Linked DNA regions of Mus musculus: all the other regions are linked to region 1. A link is a contact called in public HiChIP or PLAC-seq data. All regions are on one chromosome and are shown on one strand. Each heading gives the region's core, a stretch centred on a gene start, on an enhancer-like site or on the middle of the called end of the contact. The rest is flanking DNA. Distances are from core to core; before and after follow the strand shown. Region 1 has its middle 5.8 kb from the start of Gm39484. Region 2 overlaps Baiap2 (brain-specific angiogenesis inhibitor 1-associated protein 2). Region 3 overlaps Rptor (regulatory associated protein of MTOR, complex 1). Region 4 overlaps Tbc1d16 (TBC1 domain family, member 16).

Region 1 (3,406 bases), core at 270-2,769:
CCTCCGCTCCCAATTACAGGTGTGTACCACCATGCTTTGGAGGTGCTGTGGCCCACAGAGGTCCTGTCTCACGTCTGGCTCCTCTTCCATTACCCTCTTCCTGAGGCTGAAGAAGTAGGTTTGGCTTTCAGACATCCTTGGCAGGGATGAGGCTAAGGGCTCTTTTTCCCAGTCTAGGCCTGGAAACCAACTTGGTATGTATATCCTAGAAATGCCATTGGATCCAGGACCTGCCTGTCCTCACTGTGCAAAAAAACGCCTCTGGCCACAGCCCCTGCCCTGATGGGACGGGCCCAGGTTGATTGGGCACTGGGCCGACTATGTTTCAGGCACCGCTGTGCATTGAGGCATCTGCTGCCACCATCTCCGGGCAGATGGCTTCCAGTGAGCTAAGTGTGTGCGGGGGAAGGGGTGCCATAGGAACCCCTTCCCGCAGGGAGCTTGGGGGCGGGAGAGGCAGGCACCCGCTAGAGCGAGCAGGGAGCAGACCACATCTGAAGGAGAGGCTGGGACCACACGAGTTCTGAGTGGGGTAAAGCCAATGAGTTTGTGGAGTCCCTGCCCATCCTCGGAAGAGAGGTGAGGTATCTCATGGAGCAGGGTTAGCCTTTCCCAGCAAACCTGGCTGGGTGGTCTTGGGTGACTTCTTTCTTTCAGGTTCCCAATGCCTGACAGAAAACCATCCTCAGACATCTGCCAGCTCCCAAACTTGAAGCTTCAGTAGGATGAGGGTGTCACCAGCACACAGACACTTGTCTGTTAGGGGGTGGTACAGTGAAGACACACTGGCACACCCTACCAGGCTCACCCAAGGCTCCCTGAGGGCTAGTCTTTGTGCTGTGTTAGTTGAGGTCACGGTGCTGGGCAGGGTTCTTTACCAACTGTCCCTAGCCACACCGGCAGCAACTGGAACCACAGGGGCGAGGGGCTGCCCAGTCTTCTGGCCAGGACACTAGCTGGGGTCAGAAATCCACTTCTCTCCCGGCTATCCCCAAAGCCATGTCTACTGCACTCAGGACTTACAGAAGAGCCAGGAACCTCAGTTCTCAAGGAAGAGGTAAACAGAATCCATCCTGGAGAGTTATGGTAAGGCAGGTCCTCCAGGGGCATTACGGAGGAACTGTGGGAAAGTTGTCAAGGAAAGAGCAGGGCGCCAGCCAGCAGCCTTGCCAGCGTGTCCATCAGGTGCCCCAGGTCCGAAGGCCTGCAGCCAGAGCTTGTGTGCTTGAGGCGGCTCTCTTCATTCCTACAACCACCTTGTAATGGTTTATGTCTGTTACCTCTAAGACTGGGCTGAGGCAAGACTGAGGAGGTCTGGGTGGCACCTGGGCCCGAGCTTCCCGATGCAAGGCGGGGGTGGGGAGCTGGTCTGCCCCATGCCATCCCTAGCATGTGGACCTGTGAAGACTCTGTGTTCTATAGAGATGCTGACTAGTACCTCAGACGTCCAGAGAGGGCAGCATGTGGGCCTCCCCTTCCTCCCCTTCCCTCTAGGCCTAAGGAGGCTGCTCCTAGCTGGCCGAATACTCTCCCGCTCATACCAAATGCCTCCTCCTGCCATGACTCAGCCCGGCTGTTACTCAGCCTCCCTTCTGCTGGCAGCTGCCTTTTGTTTTTTGGATTTGAGTTTGTTTGGGGGTTTTGTTTTGTTTCTCCCCCCTTCCCCCAAGTGTAATACTGGCACTGAGCCAAGGCAGGGTGTCTCTCACAGCTCTGGCCTCTGCCTATGCAGGATCAGGAGTGGCTCTCCGGGTCACGAAGGCTAAAGGCAGAAAATGGTCAAACCCTGGGTCTAGTCATCTGGGCACTAGGGACTTGGTCACCTCCAGAGAAAATTCAGGCCCCACCCCAGTCCCACCATTGGTTCAGCCAGATTCTACAGTTTCTGGGGTATCCATCCATCCAAAACCAGCCTTCCCAGTCCATAGCAGAATGGACAGATGAGAGATGAGGCGCTGTGACCCTAGGATCCAACATGCCCTCGATGTCGTAGTGTGAATATCCAGAGATCAGAGGCTCTCTTGGAAAAGGAAAGGCCCAAAGTTCCAGCTTTCATAGAGCAAACGGTGTGTCCTGGAGAGTTGTCATGCCCATGGCTGCCCTGGGGAGCTAATGAAGGCAGCCTAGCCCCAAGGTTTCTCTGTCCTTAGGAGGCACCATGCCAGGCAAGGTGGCCCTGACAGGGATGATTCTGTCCTGGGACTGGGCCCACAAACAGAATGGACAGACAAGAGATGAGGCACTTGAGCTAGAGACCCAGTCTCTTGAAGTGGGATTGGCATCTCCTTTAAGGGTGACGGCCACTAGGTGAGGCGGGAGCAGTGAGAAATGACATCACATTTCTGTTTCGACTCTGAATCTGGAAGGTTCACCGAGGAGAGCATTTGCATTTAGGAAGGAGGGACTGGCTTGAACCTGAGGGAACTTGAAGAGGAGAAGGGATTTGCAATGGGTATCAAGAGACTTGCTGCTGCTCTTGTGGCCTCAGAGAATGGCCTGCTGGGAGGAGGGCTGAAAGACTTTTGCCTCCTGGACAGAGATCCAAGGTTTCAAGGTGCAGAAAGAGCTAGAGCCCTGGTGAATGGTGCCTTTGTGGTACCTCATGGGAGAGTTAGGTAACGGCAAACTGACATGGGGGTTCAGATAACCATGGGAGACAGTTCCACAGTGGAATAAGCCAGCTCTGCCCAGCCCAAACCTTTCTTGCCACCTGCAGTGTCTTCCCAGCCCTTCCCTCCTCTGCTACTCTGTGTCCATGTCTCATGCAAGGGGTTGGATGGCAGCCTCAGAAAGATGTATCTGCCTAGAACTGGGGCCTTACACAGATAAGAGTTCACAGATGCCACCAACTTACATGCCTCAAATACATGTTTCCCATCCATGGGCATGGACCCAGTCAGTGTTCCACATTTGCTGACCTTAAAAACCAGGGCACTCTGCCCCATTGCTTCAGTGATGGTCTGATAGGTGGGTAGCCAAGCAGTGGGGCCAATTCAGCAAACCCCACTGTAGCTGCAAGGAAGTCAGGGAAGAAGGGTTCCCATACATGCCTACTGAAGAAAGACAAGACCATTCGCTATCAAAGTAGCTGCCACCTTCTCAAAAAAAGGAGAAAAGATGCCAGGTGTAATGTACCCAGTTTTAGTCTCGGCACTCAGAGGCAGATGCGGGTGATCTCTGTGAATTCAGAGTTGGCCTGGTCTATGTGGTGAGACCCTGTCTCAAAAATAGGGGGGGGGAGATTTGAGAGCAACACAGAGGCCCTGGGAAGGAAGGCAGGGGCTGCACTGGAACCCATACTCATGAGCCAAGGACGCTGATGGACACCAGCCCCACAGAAGCTAAAGCAAGGCCCAAGGCGAACACCGAAGAATCTAGTCCATCTGCCATCTTTATTTTAGACTTT
Region 2 (3,406 bases), core at 427-2,926, 460 kb after region 1:
TCTAGTAGATTCAACAGCCAGTTCTGGCCTCCACTGCACCAGCACACATGTGATGCACAGATATAGATACATTCAGCCAACACACATACACAGAATGTTAAAAAGAGTGTACACCAGGAAGGCTGGTCGTGTTCAGGTTGTGCTTAAGGCTGTCACGAACCCACAAACAGTTGTGCTGCACAAGTTATAGTCATCTGAGAGGAGAGTACTTGATTGAGAAATGTTCTGGGGAGCAGTTTGTTTAGATTAGGGATTGATAAGGGAGGGCCTAACCCGTTGTGGGTGGTGATGGTCAAGGTTCTATAAGAAATCAGACTGGCCAAGCTATGAAGAGCAAGTCAAAAAGTAACACTCCTCCACGGCCTCTGCATCAAGTCCTGCCTCCAGGTTCCTGCTTGCTTTAGTTTCTGTCCTGACTTGATAATGAACTCAGGGTTAGACTTCCTTCGATGATGTAGAAGTGTAAGCCAGAGTAACCCAGAACTGCATTTGGGCATGATGCCTCATCACAGCAATAGTGACACTACAGAGGACAGAAGTTGGTACCAGGAGTTGGGGCTTAGAGTAACAGAAAGTATAGAATGAACTATATATACGTGTGTGTGTGTGTGTGTGTGTGTGTGTGTGTGTGTGTGTGTGTGTGTGTATGTATGTATGTGTATATATATATAGGAGGTCCTGAATCCAACAGTTGATCAGTCTACAAAGCTGGATATACTGGATATATCAGCTCTCAGATATACATATCTGAGAGATGGTCTGCAGTATGCACCAGAATAACCGAAGATGTCAGTGAAGGAAATGACTTGCCATCGAGAGAAAGCAGGCAAACAGCCTAGGTACATGGTCTCTCCACCCATGGAGTATTGTGTGTGGAAAGGGAGTCTGCTGGGTGTGGTAGTGCACACCTGTGGTCCCAGTACTCAGGAGGCAGAAGCAGGAGGCTCAGGAGTTCAAGGCTCTCTAAAGCTATGTAATGAGTTTGACCCTTAGGCTAGCCTGAAATACTCGAGATCCTATCTCAGAAAAACAAACAAAACAAAAACAAAAAGGAGGGGGGGGGGGGCTCTAGCCTCTGCTGCAGCACAGATGGACATCGTAAATGTACCTCAGTCCCTGTGCTTCCCCCCAAGAAGGGTTACATTTCCACGTGGACCGAATTGCACACTAACCCTCCAAATGTGAAGCCAAGTTACTAATAGCACCAGAAATCTTTAAAACTGAGACGTTAGGGTGAAATGCAGTGTGACTCACTGGTGGCTGACCTTTCAGCGACTTGACTCACTGTAAGTTGGTAGAAGTTGAGGAGGGCGTGGTCTCCTGGTATGTTTCTCTGTGTTTTTATACTTTTGTCCCAAATGTCACATATTGTCTCTGGGACCCACGTGTACTTTGTGGGGGAGGGTCTCTTCCTATTAGTTCCCAAATATTCTGGGGCCTGGAACTCTCCTGGTCCCAGCCCCATCCTCACCCTCCTGAGTTAAGGCTTTTTTCACTCTGATGGGCTAAGGCTGACTCACTGCCTTGGTGTGCCTAGGGCTTCTGCCCCTCCCTCCAGGATCTCTCATGTCAGCTCCCTGGGATGGGCCACCTACTGCCAGTCACCCCTGTTGATACTCCACTCCCTGGAGAGGCTCATCAGGTGGCAGCTGTCTGCAAAGATTTACCCTCCCTCATTCACTGTTTGCTCTGGCACACTGGGCCTTCTTTCCCAATCTGATCCGGTTTTTCAAGTTTAGGGTCCACCTGGGCTGTGGCCTAAGAGCTCTAGGTCCCCAGGGTATGGGTGGATTTGGCCCTGGCAGAGGCTGGTTAAAAGCCTCTTCCTGGGGCTAGAGAGACAGCTCAGTGGTTAAGAGTGCATGCTGTTGTTACAGAAGACCCAAGTTTGGTTGGGTGGCACCCATGTCAGCAGCAAACAGCTGCCTATAACTCTCCTTAAGGGGATCTGACGACCTCTTCTGGCCTCCAAGAGTACCTACACTCATGTGCACAAACACCATAAATAAAAATAAAAACCGTAAGGTGGTGATGGCACACACCTTTAATCCCTGAACTTGGGAAGCCTAGGCAGGCGGATCTCCAAGTTCGAAGCCAGCCTCTATAAAGCGAGCTCCAGGACAGGCTGGGCTTTTACACAAAGAAACACTGTCTCAAAAAAAACAAAAATAAATAAGTTAATTAATTAATATCTTTTTTTAAATAAAATGAAGTAAGGCTTTTCTGTCAGCACAGTACACCTGGGAGGATCTTCCAAGAGAAGGAGAAGGTGGGAGGCCATGGAGCCCGCCACGAGGGCCCAACCTCTCCTCGGCACCTGCTGGCCAGTGAACAAGTCAGTGCCCCTGGCCAGAGGTCCCCTCATCTGCAGAGGGGGTGCTCAGGGTGGGTAGGTGTACCAGTCTTCTCCTGCATGCTGTGGCCATGGCCCCCCAGGGGTTTAGTACTTGCGGCTGTGCACGCCCAAGCTCCGCTGCACATGTCTTCCTGCAGCTGCTTGTAAAATGCAGTTTAAAACTTCATCATGTGGGCTGATCCTGCGCAGCACCAGCTTGCAGCCAGCCCAGAACTCCACGTGCGTGCACTCACACACAGACACATACACACCCTGTTCTGTGCCTTTGTCTCAGTGTGCTCCCCTCCCCCCATCTCCCCGTATATACCCATAAGGTCTGGGGACAGGCTACGCAGCGGGGGCTCTGAGTTGAGCCACACACTGTGCTCTGTGTCTGAGGGTTGACACAGCCCATGTGGAATGGTAACTGTTGTCCTGTGGGGTCTGACACCCATCACCTGAACAAAAATCTGTGAGAAACTTGGTACACCCTTGGGCATCACTGCCTGATTATACCAGTTTCTACTCTTCTTGAGTTGGCATGTGCTGCTTTTGTGGGTAGGGGAATGTTTTCTGTTCAGTCTTGACATTGACTTATAATTCTGGGCCTAAAGAATGTGGTCAGAGAGCACCAACCTATAGAGAGACTTCTAGCTAAGTGCATAGTTTGTCTGGTCGCTGCTGCCCCATCCCTCCTCTTGTAGACCCTGTAGCCTTCTGAGAGTTGGTTGTATGGCATTGTCCTCAGAAAGGAAGAGTGGATGTACTACAAAGCTGAGAGAGTAGTGCAGTGCTGCCAAGGACTCCAGTGGGTTCCCCTGCCCAGGCCAGAGTTTGAGCCCACTGTGGTCACCTGCTTTCCACTTGGGTAAAATTATAGTCCGTTCCCAGGTGTCTATGGGGCATTGAGAGCCAGAAGGTGGATCCAAGACCCTCTGAGTCATGGGAGTGTGGTCAAACAAAGCCCAGCGAGCTTCCTTGGGTACCTCCTTGTCACGGAGCAGCGGGTTTCCATCCTATAGGATTTACAGATGCAGAAAGCCAAGAGAGTTTCCCCAGGTACATTCATCC
Region 3 (3,406 bases), core at 384-2,883, 350 kb after region 1:
GTGTTCGTTCCTGCGGGAGCCAGCAACCCCAGAGCCTAAGCCTGGGAGACTGGAGTGGGTCAGGGCTGAAACCCCAAGCTCCTGCCTCACTCAGACAGGGGCAGGATGACTCCAGGGAGAAGACATTGGCCAAGAGCCCCTGTGAGGACTGCTCAGTCAGCATTAAGGTGACAGACAGCCATTAGCCACCTCTGTTCTTCCCTATTTTCCTCTTGTTGAGGAGTCAGGAAGCACGGCGAGCCTTTTCATCCCGGCATAGTAGTGACCTGGTGAGGCCCTGAGTGTGCACCAAGGGGCAGAGGCTACACATGTGTCTGCCCTAACTGAGAGAAATCCAGCAGGGACTTGCTGGAGAGAGTTAATGCTAGGAATGTAGCTCAGTGGGGGAGTGCTCACCTATCACACACAGTCCCTGCTGTGGTGACCAAAGCTTAGTGGGTCATACGAGGATGCTGAGGGTCAACTACAAAGACCATGCAGATGTTCCAGGGTCACTGGAGATAGGAGGCCAGAGCAGTGGGTCAGTATAACACCCCCCAAAGGTTCTATACATTAGGCCGACAGCTTAGACTCAGAAGGGAAGGTATAACTAGATTTACTCTGAAGCACCATGACAGGCGCACAAGGAAGAACAAATACAATGGCCACATACACACGCAGCCACCACCACCCACCACCGCCAGCCACTGCCACCACTCCCCCAGCCCTGGGACCTGTGTTTCTAAAGACTGGCAGAAGTCTTGGCCATTTCCAGATCATCAGAGGACCTGACCTCACTCTGCCAGCTCTTCAAGCCCTAGATGAGGACTCGCAGCCTCGTGTCTATACAGTCCTTTCCCAATAAGGCTCTGAGGTTCAGAAACAGCTGCAGAGCTCTGAGAGACTGCACTTCACCACATGCTATTCAGAAAGCTGTGGCCACTGCTCTGAAAATCAATCCTAGAACATCACGGTCTTTTATTACTTCTAGTCTAGACATGAAAATAGATCCTTAGCCCTTCTAGAGCTTAGCAAGTAGCAAGTTGCCGGCCAGGCCCAGTTCCTGCCTCTGCTTTGAGGCAGAACCCAGTGTCCTTACCTCAGTCCCATGGGCCCTGATCCGTGTGTGAGGGTGGCAGGTTGTATTTTGGAGATGTTAAGACAGGGCAGTTGATTTGGCAAGGAGCCAGGGAGAATCACTCCTGGCAAATCAGGGCTGATGTGAAATCAAGAGGTAATTTGTAACCACAGCTTCCCTTTCCACTAAAACAACTGTGCCTCCCATCCCAGTCAGAGGGTGGTAAAGCTTAGAGTTGTGTTCTCTGCTACGGTGTCACACAGAGCTCAACATCCACAGTCAGCCCAGTCATTGAAATAGGCTTTAAACTACACAGTAATATTTACAAGTGTCTCCCTTTCTCCATGTCCTGCACATTGTTAGACTTTTCTGGCAGTGTTCTGTGGGGTTCCTGATTCTAAAGGACTCCCCAGAGTTCTTTATTCTGTATCTGCCACCCCAGCCCATGAGGCCACAGGGGCTTTAGGACTCCACCTGTGACTACCTACTCTGTTCAGTGTCTGCTGAGTTTGGTCAGTAAGCTGAGGGAGGGAGGGAGGGCCTGAGCCCTCATTAGTCACGCACCAGCCCCTCCCCAGTCTGTGACGTCAGTCCGTCCGACATCTGAGTAACACGGTTCACCAGAAGCTTCGAGATAGATCCCTTACAGCTTGGTGCCACGTGGCAACTGAGCTTTGCAGGAAGCAGCGTGTCACTCCCCAGGAGGATGCCTGAGAGTACCAGAGGTAGCTGTGTGAGCACTTGCTGTCGCTTAGAGAGGCGCTGCCAACTCCATCTGAGTGGCCAGTTCCCTGTCTCTCAGGGGAAACTGAAAGCAGAACATGTGGCCCTGTCTCTAGAGTACACTGGAAGCCACCTCCTTCTCCTCTCCTCAGCTGCTGCTTAGCAACTCCATACCTCAGAGCTGGAAATCGGATCTGAGGACATTTCACCCAGAGAGATTCTAAGCTGATTGTACTAGTTTTCTTAGACTTTACTTGTAAATCTAGCCCAGTGTTTGGAACTGTAGAGTTTTAAGTTGAAATGTCAGTCCTCTACTTCTGAGTTGTAGCCACATGAGAGAGCACGGAGTGAGAAGGCTGCTTTCTTTGGATTTTCCTGCCACTGTGCAACCCAAGCTACATTCCTCCACCACATCCAGGCTTATCACAGGCCTAGGTCTCCTGGCACATGTGCCTTCCTACTTACTGCTTCCTGGGCTCACTGGAGGCTTAGAACTACTGACATCGAGTCTTTGCAGTCCTGTGTTGTCGCCTTATAGAGATGCCTGTCTCAGCTGGACACATGGCGTAATGGTTAGGAGCTCTCAGTGCTCTTGCGGGAGATGTGGGTTCCGTTCTCAGCACCTCTGATGCATAACTCCAGGTCCAGGGATCCTCCTTTGACTTCACTCGGTTCTTACATGCACATGGTGCTCATACAGACCTTCACACACACACACCACACATACCACACACACACCATACATACCACACACACACACCACATACACACACACCATTTTTTTAAATTAAATAATTATTTTTTAAATTCCTGTCTTAAGACTTAGCCCCTCAGTGACAGGCAGAAATGCCTTACTCAGCTCAAAAGAGAAGCTCTGTATTCAGGAGCTGAGGTGCAGCCCACTTGACCTCGGCACCCTCTTAGTGAGTGGGTATACATAGCTGCCATGGCTCAGGCTTTGCCCTACACAGCCCAGGATTAATGGAAGGGAAGTTGGATTCACTTCCCATCTATAGATGAGCACGCAAGTCAGCAGTCATTAGAGAGTGGACAAGCAGAGCTCAACAAGTAACAAAGTACATGTAGAGAGGGCAGTGGCCACAGCTGTGCATCCCACATAAACTGTACATCTGGCCATGCTGTCATCTAGGAACCTAGAACGAGGGAGGAGATATGCGTGGGAAACTAGGTGGTATTCTCTAAACAACAAAGTTATCCGAGTGCAGACCATTTTTTAGCCATTTTCCTTTAGAAAGCCCTGTCATCAAAAGATGAGACCTGCCTGCCAGGCATGGTGGTGTACCCAGCACATGGAAGACAGAGGCAGGTGGATTTCTGTAATTCAAAGGTAGCCTAATGTATATAGTGAGTCCCAGCTAGCCTTGATATACAATGAGGTCTGTTTCAAAAAAGGGATGGGGGGAATGAGACCTGTATGATAAAGCTTGTTTACTAAGAGAATTCTTTTTAACTTTGTGTGTGTCTGTGTATATGTGTCAGTGTGTGTTAGTGTGTATGTGTGTGTTTGTGTACATGTGTTAGTATGCGTCAGTGAGTGAGAGAGAGAGAGAGAGAGAGAGTGTGTGTGTGTGTGTGTGTGTGTGTGTGTGTGTGTGTGTGTGTGTG
Region 4 (3,406 bases), core at 614-3,113, 300 kb before region 1:
GCTTGGCAGACAGCCATCTCCAGGCCCGGGAGATGAGTCAAGGGGTCATTCCCCTCACAGCCTCAGAAGGGAAAAACAGGCCAGCACCTTGGCCTTGGGTTTCTAGCTTCCAAAGCTACGGAGGAATAAACGCTTACTGCCCGAGGCCTCCTTGTATATTAACTTCTTAGGGCAACCCAGGAAGCCAAACACTAGAAATGCTAAGTAAGCTTTCCCTTTGCTCCATGTGTGGGCTGCTGGCGAGCCCACACAGGACTTCGCACTCAGCTCTACTGCTGTGTGTATCACCAGCCCTTGAGTCCGAGATCCTCCTGCCTCGGTTGTTTAGTTCTGGTCACCTTTCTCCAACCTAGCGTGTCTGGAAAATCCGCCTCTGTCAGATTGGCCTGTGGGCATGTCTGTGGGCGTGTCTTCTTGATTGATTGGCGTGGGAGGGTCATGGTGGGCGGTGCTACCTCCAGGTCTAAGAAAGCAAACCGAGCAAGTCAGGAGGAGCCAGCCAGGAAGCATTTGCTGCCCTGACTTTGAAAGGTGTGTGGAAGTGGAAATTAACCCTTTCCTTTTTGGTCATGGTCTTCGACACAGAAAGAGAGCGGACTAGGACTGTTGGACCCTGTGCTGGGCACCACCTTACCGGTGTTTGCCACGAACCGCCTACTCTGAAGGACAGAAGTCCCCCGTTTACTTCTAAATGGATGGGAGCCTGTCTCTGCGACTCCTGACTTCTTTTCATGTTCCCGGAATTCTCCTCAAGCCACAAACCGCGCAGTTCATCTTTTATCTTGCTTTTTCTTATATCTTTAATGTTCAAAGAGCCACTTTTCATCTATCATATATCTACCTGGCAAAGCCTGGGAGCTGACTGTCCTCCAGTTTAGAGTGTACATGTATAGCGGTTTTATTACTGTGAATGTTTTTATGGGTGAATGATAAAAAGGGGCAAATCAACGATAACTTCATAATGCTGAGATATTTGGGGCCCTTAGCTGTGGCCCTGGACCTACACGTTCCATGTTCTCATCGGTGCCCTTCAGACATATCCATGCTGCACACCTGAGGAACACGTATGCATTCACACATAGGATCCAGGGATCTCACTACCACCGCTCCAATGGTTCAAGTCGTCACAGGCGCAGTTCAGGGAGAGGCAGGGGGTCAGGAGCTCCACTAGCCTCCTCTCTACACCGTCACCACCACCATATGAATAAACCCATGAATGACGCATAACAACACACAACCCATCTCCAATCAGAAACAGCAGGACTCTGGGAGACTGTTACCCAGCCCAGAAGTTCTCGCCGGGTGCATATGGCCTTACCCTTCTGCAAACCACAGCTTGTTTCCAAAGCCTTGAGAGTGAGCCTCCTGCAAGCAGCCTCCTCCCCTAGATACAGGCTCTGAGACTTCACCAGGAACCCCAGGCACACACACCCTGCTTCTGCTGCTATGGGAAGTGACTGAAGCTATTTAGAACTCCAGGTCCACCCCAGGGCTCTTCCCTAACCAGCTAGGGCCAGAGCTTGCCCAGGGAAGGGGTGAGCTGGGTTTGTGGGGAGGGAGGGGCTGTGGGGAGGGGGCAGTGGGGAGGGAGGGGCTGTGGGGAGGGGGCAGTGGGGAGGGAGGGGCTGTGGGGAGGGGGCAGTGGGGGGGGAGGGGCTGTGGGGAGGGGGCAGTGGGGAGGGAGGGGCTGTGGGGAGGGGGCAGTGGGGAGGGAGGGGCTGTGAGGATTGTTCCCTTGCCCTCTCTGAGTGTCTCTTCCCAGCTCCCTGCTCACACCAAGGCTTCTGCTGTGTTGGCTGCCATACCTGCCACCCTGTGGTGAGGAGAGCAAATGAGAGGCACAGCAGCCAGCAAAGCCCTGCCTAGGTCCTGTCTCTGGGGTTCTGGCTCTGACAGTAATTTTCTGCTCAGGGCCCATAAGTCATCCCTAACCCCAGCTGGGGAAAACTGCTGGCAGGAACCCAGAGAAAGAGAGCTGAGCAGGGCAGGCAACACTCAGCAGCCTGGGTGGCCAGCACCACACCAGGGCCAGTCTGGACAGAATGGCAGTCCTCAATCAACACTGCGGGTGGGGGTCTCCAACCTCTCTGTATGTGCAGGGAGCCCCCAAGACCTAGCTCTGCGGCACACAGGTCACGAATACCGGAGGCACACACGCGCTGCGTGCCGCACACACCACACCCCCAGAGCTCTTATCTGTTCTGATCCCTCTCCAGCTGCACAAATAAAGACACGTCAGCTGCCCAGGTTTCCAGCTCCGCCTCGAAACGCTTGCTGGACACCGTGAGCATGAAGAGTGGGGGTTGGGGAGCTCCCCACTCAGCAGCCCAGCGTTCGTCTGTCCAAGCGGCACTGGGTGATCAGAGCTAGTGTTCCCGGGCTGTCTCCAAGCACACTGTAGACTCTGTAGGGTACTTGTGCAGCTGGGCAGCCATGTCTCACAGTGCAGCCCTCCTTACCCAAGCTCTGGCTTCTCGCCACAGCCCCTACTGTCATGGCAAACCCTGCCTGTCCCATAAACAGGGCTTGGTTGGGTATCTATCCTCTATTGTCCCTTGGTGTGTCCTCCCAAGCCAGGGACCAGACAGAGGCTGATCTGTGATGTCATAGGCTCCTCTACACAAACAAGAAAGCAGGGACAAAGAACAGCCTCCGGTCTTTGGTGATCTAGAGGCCCTCTGGGAAAACTAGGACCCTATCCATAATTGAATTATTCCCTTGGACGCCAAGGTCAAGTCACCCTGGCTCCCCACCTCTTCAGGATGCAGCTGTTCCCTGCTAAAGGGGCCCTCATAGATCTGAGCTTCCTACTGCTGTGGCAGTGGCTGACGGAACTGGGGGTGGGGTCAAGTGAGCCCTTCTTCCCACCTGCCTTTCCTGTCATCGGAGAGCAGGCCCACTGGAGGTTAGGGGCAAAGGTTCTGTCCACCACACAGTCCCAATCCCTCCTCCCCAAGTCCACCAGCCTAAAACAGCCTACAGGATCCACCAGCATCCTGTGCCCTGGCCTCTTACCCATTTGTCACGGGGAAGCCTGCCAGGTGGCAGCAGGGCAGGAACATGGCAGCAGGCCAGCAGGAGTCAGAGTGGGTTAGCACGCAGCCTCACATTATATTTCCAGGATCCTGGTCAGACACCGAGCTCCTCCACATATCACGTGTGCTCAGTTCCACAAGTAGAGGGGTGCGGGAAGACTCCAGAGGGAGTCCCCAACAGGAGCACCAAGTCCCCAAGGCAGGGGTGAACCTACGGTTGGTGTCTGATGTTGCAAGAGAGCAGTGCCAGGGTCTCCACTCAGCCCTAATGGCCAAAGGGTATAAAAACAGAGAGGAGCATGGGAAGAGAGAGAAGGGTGGGCAGCAAGTCTGGGAGCTGGCTGGGTGGGATTTCAGTAAGAAGCAGGTGC

What was found. HiChIP or PLAC-seq counts read pairs in DNA pulled down with a chosen protein or histone mark.
Region 2: an HNF4G HiChIP or PLAC-seq map of pancreatic cancer cells shows a contact between it and region 1. The contact joins two enhancer-like sites. A contact is called at or near these places in 1 of 15 datasets of contacts at CTCF or cohesin (large pre-B cells), 14 of 484 Hi-C or Micro-C datasets (the G1E-ER4 cell line, the MNK3 cell line, bone marrow-derived macrophages and 9 more), 5 of 115 datasets of contacts at active chromatin or transcription factors (embryonic basal ganglia, large pre-B cells, pancreatic cancer cells and 1 more) and 2 of 9 other capture datasets (adipose tissue and liver).
Region 3: a contact with region 1 is called in an H3K27ac HiChIP or PLAC-seq map of the NIH/3T3 cell line, with 6 times the contacts expected there. The contact joins two enhancer-like sites. A contact is called at or near these places in 3 of 39 promoter capture datasets (the C10 cell line, liver and pre-B cells), 8 of 484 Hi-C or Micro-C datasets (the HPC-7 cell line, bone marrow-derived macrophages, cerebellar granule neurons and 5 more), 23 of 115 datasets of contacts at active chromatin or transcription factors (the NIH/3T3 cell line, SST interneurons, T-cell acute lymphoblastic leukemia and 18 more) and 4 of 9 other capture datasets (adipose tissue, embryonic stem cells, liver and 1 more).
Region 4: an HNF4G HiChIP or PLAC-seq map of pancreatic cancer cells shows a contact between it and region 1. The contact joins two enhancer-like sites. A contact is called at or near these places in 1 of 484 Hi-C or Micro-C datasets (cerebellum) and 1 of 115 datasets of contacts at active chromatin or transcription factors (pancreatic cancer cells).

What each region holds. Positions count from the first base shown.
Region 1 is chr11:119,515,657-119,519,062 of GRCm38.p6, forward strand. No RefSeq gene overlaps it. Among named protein-coding and RNA genes, the nearest start is that of Gm39484, 5.8 kb to the right of the region's middle. Within about 2 kb of position 1,520, at least 70 of the 459 cell types and tissues checked have an H3K27ac peak or open chromatin away from gene starts, as enhancers often do. A contact at or near this core is called in the NIH/3T3 cell line, SST interneurons, cerebellum and 5 more, where this site is marked.
Region 2 is chr11:119,974,680-119,978,085 of GRCm38.p6, forward strand. The region is part of intron 3 of Baiap2 (brain-specific angiogenesis inhibitor 1-associated protein 2); the gene reads left to right. Among named protein-coding and RNA genes, the nearest start is that of Gm11767, 33 kb to the left of the region's middle. Within about 2 kb of position 1,677, at least 111 of the 459 cell types and tissues checked have an H3K27ac peak or open chromatin away from gene starts, as enhancers often do. A contact at or near this core is called in pancreatic cancer cells, where this site is marked.
Region 3 is chr11:119,861,873-119,865,278 of GRCm38.p6, forward strand. All of the region lies in intron 20 of Rptor (regulatory associated protein of MTOR, complex 1), which reads left to right. Among named protein-coding and RNA genes, the nearest start is that of Rptoros, 29 kb to the left of the region's middle. Within about 2 kb of position 1,634, at least 167 of the 459 cell types and tissues checked have an H3K27ac peak or open chromatin away from gene starts, as enhancers often do. A contact at or near this core is called in the NIH/3T3 cell line, SST interneurons, cerebral cortex and 4 more, where this site is marked.
Region 4 is chr11:119,213,293-119,216,698 of GRCm38.p6, forward strand. All of the region lies in intron 1 of Tbc1d16 (TBC1 domain family, member 16), which reads right to left. Among named protein-coding and RNA genes, the nearest start is that of Tbc1d16, 14 kb to the right of the region's middle. Within about 2 kb of position 1,864, at least 191 of the 459 cell types and tissues checked have an H3K27ac peak or open chromatin away from gene starts, as enhancers often do. A contact at or near this core is called in cerebellum and pancreatic cancer cells, where this site is marked.